2 separate regions of the Mus musculus genome follow, and region 2 is linked to region 1. The links are chromatin contacts, called in public promoter capture Hi-C maps. All regions are on one chromosome and are shown on one strand. The core of a region is the stretch at or near the end of the contact, and the rest is flanking DNA. Distances in the headings are between cores, read along the strand shown. Region 1 holds the start of Znrf1 (zinc and ring finger 1). Region 2 overlaps Adat1 (adenosine deaminase, tRNA-specific 1).

Evidence for each region. Promoter capture Hi-C pulls out the DNA fragments that hold promoters and counts their contacts.
Region 2: a contact with region 1 is called in a promoter capture Hi-C map of the HPC-7 cell line. The contact joins the enhancer-like site here to the promoter of Znrf1 in region 1. A contact is called at or near these places in 8 of 39 promoter capture datasets (the 3T3-L1 cell line, the HPC-7 cell line, cranial neural crest and 4 more) and 2 of 115 datasets of contacts at active chromatin or transcription factors (T-cell acute lymphoblastic leukemia and microglia).

What each region holds. Positions count from the first base shown.
Region 1 is chr8:111,535,014-111,538,590 of GRCm38.p6, forward strand. Znrf1 (zinc and ring finger 1) reads left to right here and starts at 1,627. Exons shown (of 4, transcript NM_133206.4): 1 at 1,627-2,551. The coding sequence starts at 2,128.
Region 2 is chr8:111,975,089-111,978,510 of GRCm38.p6, forward strand. Adat1 (adenosine deaminase, tRNA-specific 1) reads right to left here. Exons shown (of 10, transcript NM_013925.5): 8 at 2,951-3,050. Among named protein-coding and RNA genes, the nearest start is that of Adat1, 16 kb to the right of the region's middle. Within about 2 kb of position 1,528, at least 49 of the 459 cell types and tissues checked have an H3K27ac peak or open chromatin away from gene starts, as enhancers often do. A contact at or near this core is called in the HPC-7 cell line, T-cell acute lymphoblastic leukemia and liver, where this site is marked.

The DNA of each region.
Region 1 (3,577 bases), core at 377-2,876:
ACACACGCAATTTGGTTTTTTGTAACAGAGTTTCTGTGTGGCCTTAGCTGTACTGGAACTTGGTTTGTAGACCAGGCTGGCATGGAATTCAGAGATTGTCCTGCCTCTACCTCTCGAGTGGTGGGATTAAGGTGAGCACCACAGCCATGAAAATTTTTGCATTGGCTTTTCTTTTTCTTTTCTTTTCTTTTCTTTTTTTTTTCGAGACAGGGTTTCTCTGTATAGCCTTGGCTGTCCTGGAACTCACTCTGTAGACCAGGCTGGCCTCGAACTCAGAAATCCTCCTGTCTCTGCCTCCCAAGTGCTGGGATTAAAGGCATAGGCCACCACTGCCCAGCTTGTTCGAAGCTTTTAGCTCACCCCCAGCACTCTGTGCTTGCAAACAACCATCTTTCTGTGGCCTTCCAGGCTAGTCACACTGGAAGAGACAAGTCTATTAGCCCCTTTAAATCTCCCTCCAATTCCATTTTCGGAAGCACGGAGCCCACTTGACAGAGTGACAAGAGAAGGTCAGGTTAGTGACTGGGTGATGCTTACGGTGCTCAGAGCTGAGCACTTGAAAAATTATTTGCTCAAAGAATAAGCAAAGTGAAAATATGAGAAAGACTGGGACTGACCTGGCAAGGTGAGTCTCTGTTGCAAAATGCAATTTGGTCAACAAATATTTATTGAGTACTGTGCCCTTGCCTTGTGGCTCTATGTCAAAATATGGCTCTATGTCAAAATACATGATAAACAAAACAGCAATCGGCCTTGGGCAAGGAGTTTCTAAAACAGCTTTCCCGCTGCATGGTTCTTACTTTTTTTTTTTTTTTAATCCACCTATTGATTTTGAGGATTATATTCTAGCCTAAGGAATCGATTCAGACCCAAATAGTTGGTTCTGATCTAACGACAGCAAAGTCTAGGCGCCACTGGGGCACTGTTGTATCTCCTAACAGCTAATCCCAAATGTGTTTGGGTCCAAGCTGATTCCCTCCTCCCCCCCCCCCCCCGCCCCCCATGCTAAACTTCCTAAGGTTGGCTGGGGTCCTTGGATGGAGAACCTCCAAACGAATGGACAGCATATCCACCAGAGGGTGCTGTGAGGGCAGGTCTGTGGCGGGAGGGGAGCTCCCCCAGTGACCCTTCAAACCCAGGTAGGCTTTATTAGTTGGTTTTTCTTTCTTCTCGGTGTTTCCTTCCTACCCGCTAAAACCGTCGTTACCCCTCCCCCCACTCAGGGTCTCGTTTTGAAGACATTGATTCGACTTTCGCCGCGACTCCAGCAGAGCTGTGATCCAGAGGAAGTCTGACCTCTGTCGCAGACGCCCGGCGGCTGGAGACGTCCTGTCCCTGGACCGCCCGGGGCGCAGGCGGTAGGTGGGTGGGGACCTCCAAGGCCGCAGCTCGCTGCTGCGCCGCAGGGGCCGCGAAGGGGTTAACCCGGCGGGGGGGGGGGTGCGGGAGGAGGGAGGGGGCGCGGGCCGCGCGTGCGCTCTGCCGCCCTCCATTGTCTCCACGGCGGCGAGGAGCGCCGGCGAGCGCAGCCCGGGACGGAGCGGGGCGGTGCGGCTGGCTGGCGGGGCCGGCGGCGGCTGGAGCCGGAGCGCGACGCCACGCGACCGCGGCTTCCAGAGCTCCGCCTGGCTGCCCCACCGCCGCGAGCCCTCCCGAAGCCTGGAGGAGTGAGGGCCGCCGGCGCGGGCTGAGGAGTCCTGAGACGGGGGACGCGAACGGCGCGGCGCCCGGAGCCTCCGCCGCTTCCTGCTGCGGGCGAGCGGCCTCCTCCGGCTCCTCCCTCCCTTCGCTGCGGCTCCTTAGGCTCCGGAGCCCGGGGGCGGCCTGTGGCGCGAGGCGCCGGCTCTGGACCGCGCTTCTTCGGACCTTAAGGGGAACATGCATTCGGCTTGGACAGTTTGAAATTCTTAGTTTGGGGTCCCCGCTCGCTTGCTTTTTCCACCCCGCGGATTTTTTTTGAGGATTCCCCCCCTCACCTTTTTTCATTTTTCTCCCCTCGGGGCTCTTTTGTGACTCTCCCCAACCCCAACCCTCCGCCTTTATGTTCGCCCAGACCTCCACCCGCTTCTGAGTAGTGGGGGAGGGTTTCAGCCTCCACGTTCCCGCCCCACCGGGGCCCCGGCGAACATGGGGGGCAAGCAGAGCACGGCGGCCCGCTCTCGGGGCCCCTTCCCGGGGGTCTCTACGGATGACAGCGCCGTGCCGCCGCCGGGAGGGGCGCCCCACTTTGGGCACTACCGGACGGGCGGCGGGGCGATGGGGCTGCGCAGCCGCTCGGTCAGCTCGGTGGCGGGCATGGGCATGGACCCCAGCACGGCCGGAGGGGTGCCCTTTAGTCTCTACACCCCCGCCTCCCGCGGGACCGGCGACTCCGAGAGGGCGCCGGGCGGCGGAGGGTCCACGTCGGACTCCACCTATGCCCACGGCAATGGTTACCAAGAGACCGGCGGCGGTCACCATAGAGACGGGATGCTGTACCTGGGCTCCCGAGCCTCGCTGGCGGATGCTCTACCTCTGCACATCGCACCCAGGTGGTTCAGCTCGCACAGTGGTGAGTCCGCGGGTGACGGAGGCCTTGAAGGGTGGAGTGCAAGGGAGGGCGCGCCGGGGCGCCCGAAACCTCTTAATGTGCTAAGGTATGGGTATGAAGCTAACTCCTGCCCTTCCCCTGGTTCCTTCCATGTCAGAGGATGAATAGGATCAAATAAGATAACTACTGCCTAGGGGGAAAGCTGCCTACTAGGCGTGTGGAGCCGGGTACCTTAGGACTGCAGGCATGTGTTCACTTGTGGATGGCTGAGTGAAACCTGCCTATTGAGGTCGCATTTATTAGCGTCATGATCCTCAAAGGTCTTCTTGTCTGAGACTCTTCATTTCTGCCGCTGCAGCATGGTACCTACCTTTCTGGTTAAGGAGGTAGTGTCTCCTAAACAAAGAGTGAGAAAAGAAATAAAACTAGGGGCGAGTGATTCTTGGATTAGGGTTCTTATTCTCGCTAGGAAAGGGAGGTGGTTTGTTTTTCCACCCGACTGGTTTGCTGTATCAATTGTTTAAAATGGAACAGGAGGCTGGCTTAGACAGGTGTGGTCTGCTATGTGGAAAGCCTCCGTCTTTGGGTTTGCAGGACCAGGATTCTGGTCTGCATGCAGTAGATTTGGCTCAGGGATTCTCACATCCCTCCATCTTTTTTCCCCTGCTCCACGATAAGTGCTTGTTCTTCCCGTGATTGTGCATCTTTTTTTTTTTTTTTCTTTTCATAGAGCCCAGGAGAGGTGGGGTGGTATTGCCCCACAGCTGGCACATGACTAGGGAAGAGGAAGATGGAAAGGATGGAGATGAACTCATTCTGTGCACTTCTGGTGACAGGCCAGGAAAAGGCTGGAGGGGGATTTCCCAGGCCCTGGCTGGTGGTAGGGCAGCAAAGGCCTGGCAGAGACTTCTACAGGAAAACAGGTCTGTCTGCTTGGCTGTCCTGAGAAGCCAGGGCAGGCCTCTAGAAAACTGGTCAAAAGGGGTGTGGGGTTGCTGCTTGTTAACTACCAGTCTGAGTGAAGCAGTTAAGTATTCAGACTCTTGT
Region 2 (3,422 bases), core at 278-2,777, 440 kb after region 1:
TCTCACCTGGGCTGGTGAGGTGGCTCAGGAGGAAGGTGCTGGCTGCTCAGAGTGATGACCCGTCCAGGTTGGATTTCTGGCCTCTGTACATGTACTATGGCATGTGTAAATGTGTGCACATTCATGTGCTATGGGATATGTGAGTGCATGCATAGGTGCATACAAAACAAACAAACAAACAATGTATGAATGTAGTTAAAATCTCTCAGCCCGGGTTGGTGAGATGGCTCAGCAGTCCAGAGTGCATATTGGCTTTACAGAGGACCTCAACTCGGTTCTCAGTACCAGAGTCTGGTGGCTCCACCTCCTCATTCAGCAGCCCCTGGCCTCTGTGGTCATCTTCACCCAAGTGTAGACTCTCACACACACACACACACACACACACACACACACACACACACACGTAAAAACAAACAAGCAAACCCCCCTGCTCATCCTTTTCAGTGAGCTGTTTCGTGATCTTTCCAGAATATTCTAGTGTCTCAATGGACACAGAGGCTGTTTTTCTTCGGGATAAAGAGAATTAGCCTCTACTATGCAGAGTAAAAACCAAGCTTCTTAACATGAGCATCTTTTATGAGGTTATTGGTATTTCCCATTGTTTTACACACTCCCTTCTTGAGTCTAACAATGCCATCTGAGGTCCCCAGAGAGTCCAGAGGGGGCCTCACAATGCATTCACTTAGGGATGAGCGGTGAGGGGCCTGCTTCTTCTAGCAGCTGCTGGTCCTAGGATAGAGTGAGCTGGAATCCCTGTACCAGTAATGTTCAAAGGTCATTAGGTGGCTACAAGGGAAATCAATTTTGCAAAATGCCATTTCGCTCAGTTCTGACACTGCTTAACTTTGCTTTACAGTTGGCAAGTAAGCTGGGAGAGGCTGAGTGCTTTGCCTAGTTACCCCTGGGAGAAATGGTACCAGGGTCTGATACTGGCCCCTTCAGTCCCCAAGGTTTTGCTGCCCTGCAGAGTCTTCCTTCTAATTCATATTCTGTCTGTCAGTCAGTCTGTCTGTCTCTATCCTTATCTTGCAGATAAGGATTAAGTTCTCAGCCTGCCTACTGTCATGCTCCCACTATGATGGTCTTGGACTCACCCTCTGAGACCTAAGCTGCCATTAAAAGCTTCCTCCTGTGGGTTGCCCTGGCCATGGTGCTTGGTCACAGCAGGAGAAAAGTAACTAAGACAAGTGGTCTACCCACGAACTCTCGTTGAACAGATAAAAGAACATTGCAGCCCACAGAACAGCTGGCCTTGCCCCCAACTCATACAGACAATAGGGTTAGAAGGTGACACACTCCAGGTCACACAGGGAACACTGACACACTGTGACAGGCTGGAGAGCTGCACCATAGCACTGGAGAGGTGATCCTCCTGATTCAGGGGGTAGCGGTAGCTGAGTTGGCCTCTAGAAGTGTGAGGGTAAAGACTCTAAGAGAAGCCACAGTCAGCAGAGTGGGGGCCAAAGAGGAGACTGAGTCAGTCCCAAACAGATCCAGAGCACAGCAGGAAACCCGCCCCTCTACCACAGGAAACACAAGAAACAAAGCACAGACCTTTGTAACCCTGATTCCTTAGATAAGCAACCAAAGGTACAGCCAAGCAAAAGAGAAAGTACATAAATTTGACCTTATTAAAATTCAAAACTTTTGTGCAGTAAAAGGCGCTATCAAAACAGGGAGCAGCAGAGAGGACTCAGTGGTTAGGAGCACTGGCTGCTCTGCCGAATCCTGGTTCAATTCCCAGCACTCTCAAGATGGCTCTCAAAACTGTAACTCTAGTTCCAGGGACTCTGACACCCGTTTCTGGCCTCTGTGAGCACTGCACACACATAGTGCCCAGACATATATGGAGGAAAAAGACCTACACACATAAAGTAAAATGAACAAAATCCTTTTTAAAAAAGTAAAAAGGGCTGGGTCTGGAGGCACATGCCTAGGTGGGAGGATCTCTGTGAGTTCAAGGCCAGCCTGGTCCATAGAGACCTGAGTTTGGTCCTTGGGATCCACAAGGTGGAAGAGGAGAACTGAACCCCACAAAATGTATTCTGACCTCCACACGGTCCCCCAAAATACATGGATGTAATTTAAAAATTAAAAATAAAGACAAATCAGTTACAGAATGGGCAAGGAACGAGAGCAGATATTTCTCCAAAGAAGACTACAAATGGTTAGCAAGCACACAGCACATAAAAGATGCCCGTAGTATCAGTGACTGGGAAATGCAGAGCGAAACAAGGAGCAGCCCTTCAGACCTGACAGCAATCACAAGCGTGGGGCAGGATGCAAGGCAGCTGGGGCTCCTCTCCAGGGTTCGTGGGAATGGCCATGGCACAGGTGCTGGGAAGATGGTTCACTCATCCTAAAAAGCTAGCCATGTGGTAACCACATGGCCCGCTATTTCACTGGTATGTGTGTTCCCTAGGAGGAATTACAGCATACAAGACAGGTACCTGGTTGTTCACACCAGCACCATTTGTAATAGCAGCCTGGAGCAGAACGTCCCCAAGGCCTCACTGAAGAGAGGAGAGGCCAATGAGGGGTAAGCAAGCTGCTCACCCATGCAGTGAACATGGCGCCAGTGCACACAGCGAGTGCGCTGTGAGACATGTTGGGTAGGTGAGGCAGACACAGAGGACCATGGGGAAACCACGGGGAAACCACGGGAAAGGGCTGCATTTATAGGAAGTATCCAGAAGACAGAAACAGAGAAAGTAAGTGTAGCAAAGGAGGGATTTCCAAGGGCCAAGGAGGAGGAGGATGTGAGGGAGGAGGAGGAGGGGGAGGAGGGGGAGGAGGAGGAGGAGGAGGAGGAGGAGGAGGAGGAGGAGGAGGAGGAGGAGGAGGAGGAAAGAGTAATTAGTTTCCTTTTGGGGGAAATGAAAAAGTCTCAGAATTGGATAGGAAGGGTTGAATTCATAGCTACCCTCTCCCCAGCCCCAGAAAGCTGTACCTGGCCCTAGGGCTTCCAATCTCTTTCTTTGTTGTTCCCTGTGGAAAACCATTGGCTGTAACATCCAAGGGCTGCTGAGGGACAGCGCTCCAGCTGATAGCTAGGAAGAGAGGAATCCTGGGGTTAAAACCTGGCCAGAGGCTTCTCTCGGCAGTGGGCAGCAGGTAGAACAGAGCTAGAACTGGTCAAAGTGCAGAGTTAATGTCCACTCAGTGTAGCCCCGAATGGGACAACTGCATCAATCCCCACTTCCAAGGCTCGGGGCGCACAGCAGTGGAAGAACGAACGACAGAGCTGGGGGGAGGGGGACAGGCTGGGAAATGTTCTCTGGACAGTTATGGCTGCCTCGCCAGCGTAGCCATGGTTATCTGCAAAATATCCAGCCAAGCTGAGTCAACATTTGTTCAGACAGCACTAACTGGAGACCGGGGGCTACAAAAAGTGCAAGCAAACCCCAAGCCGAAAGCAAAGC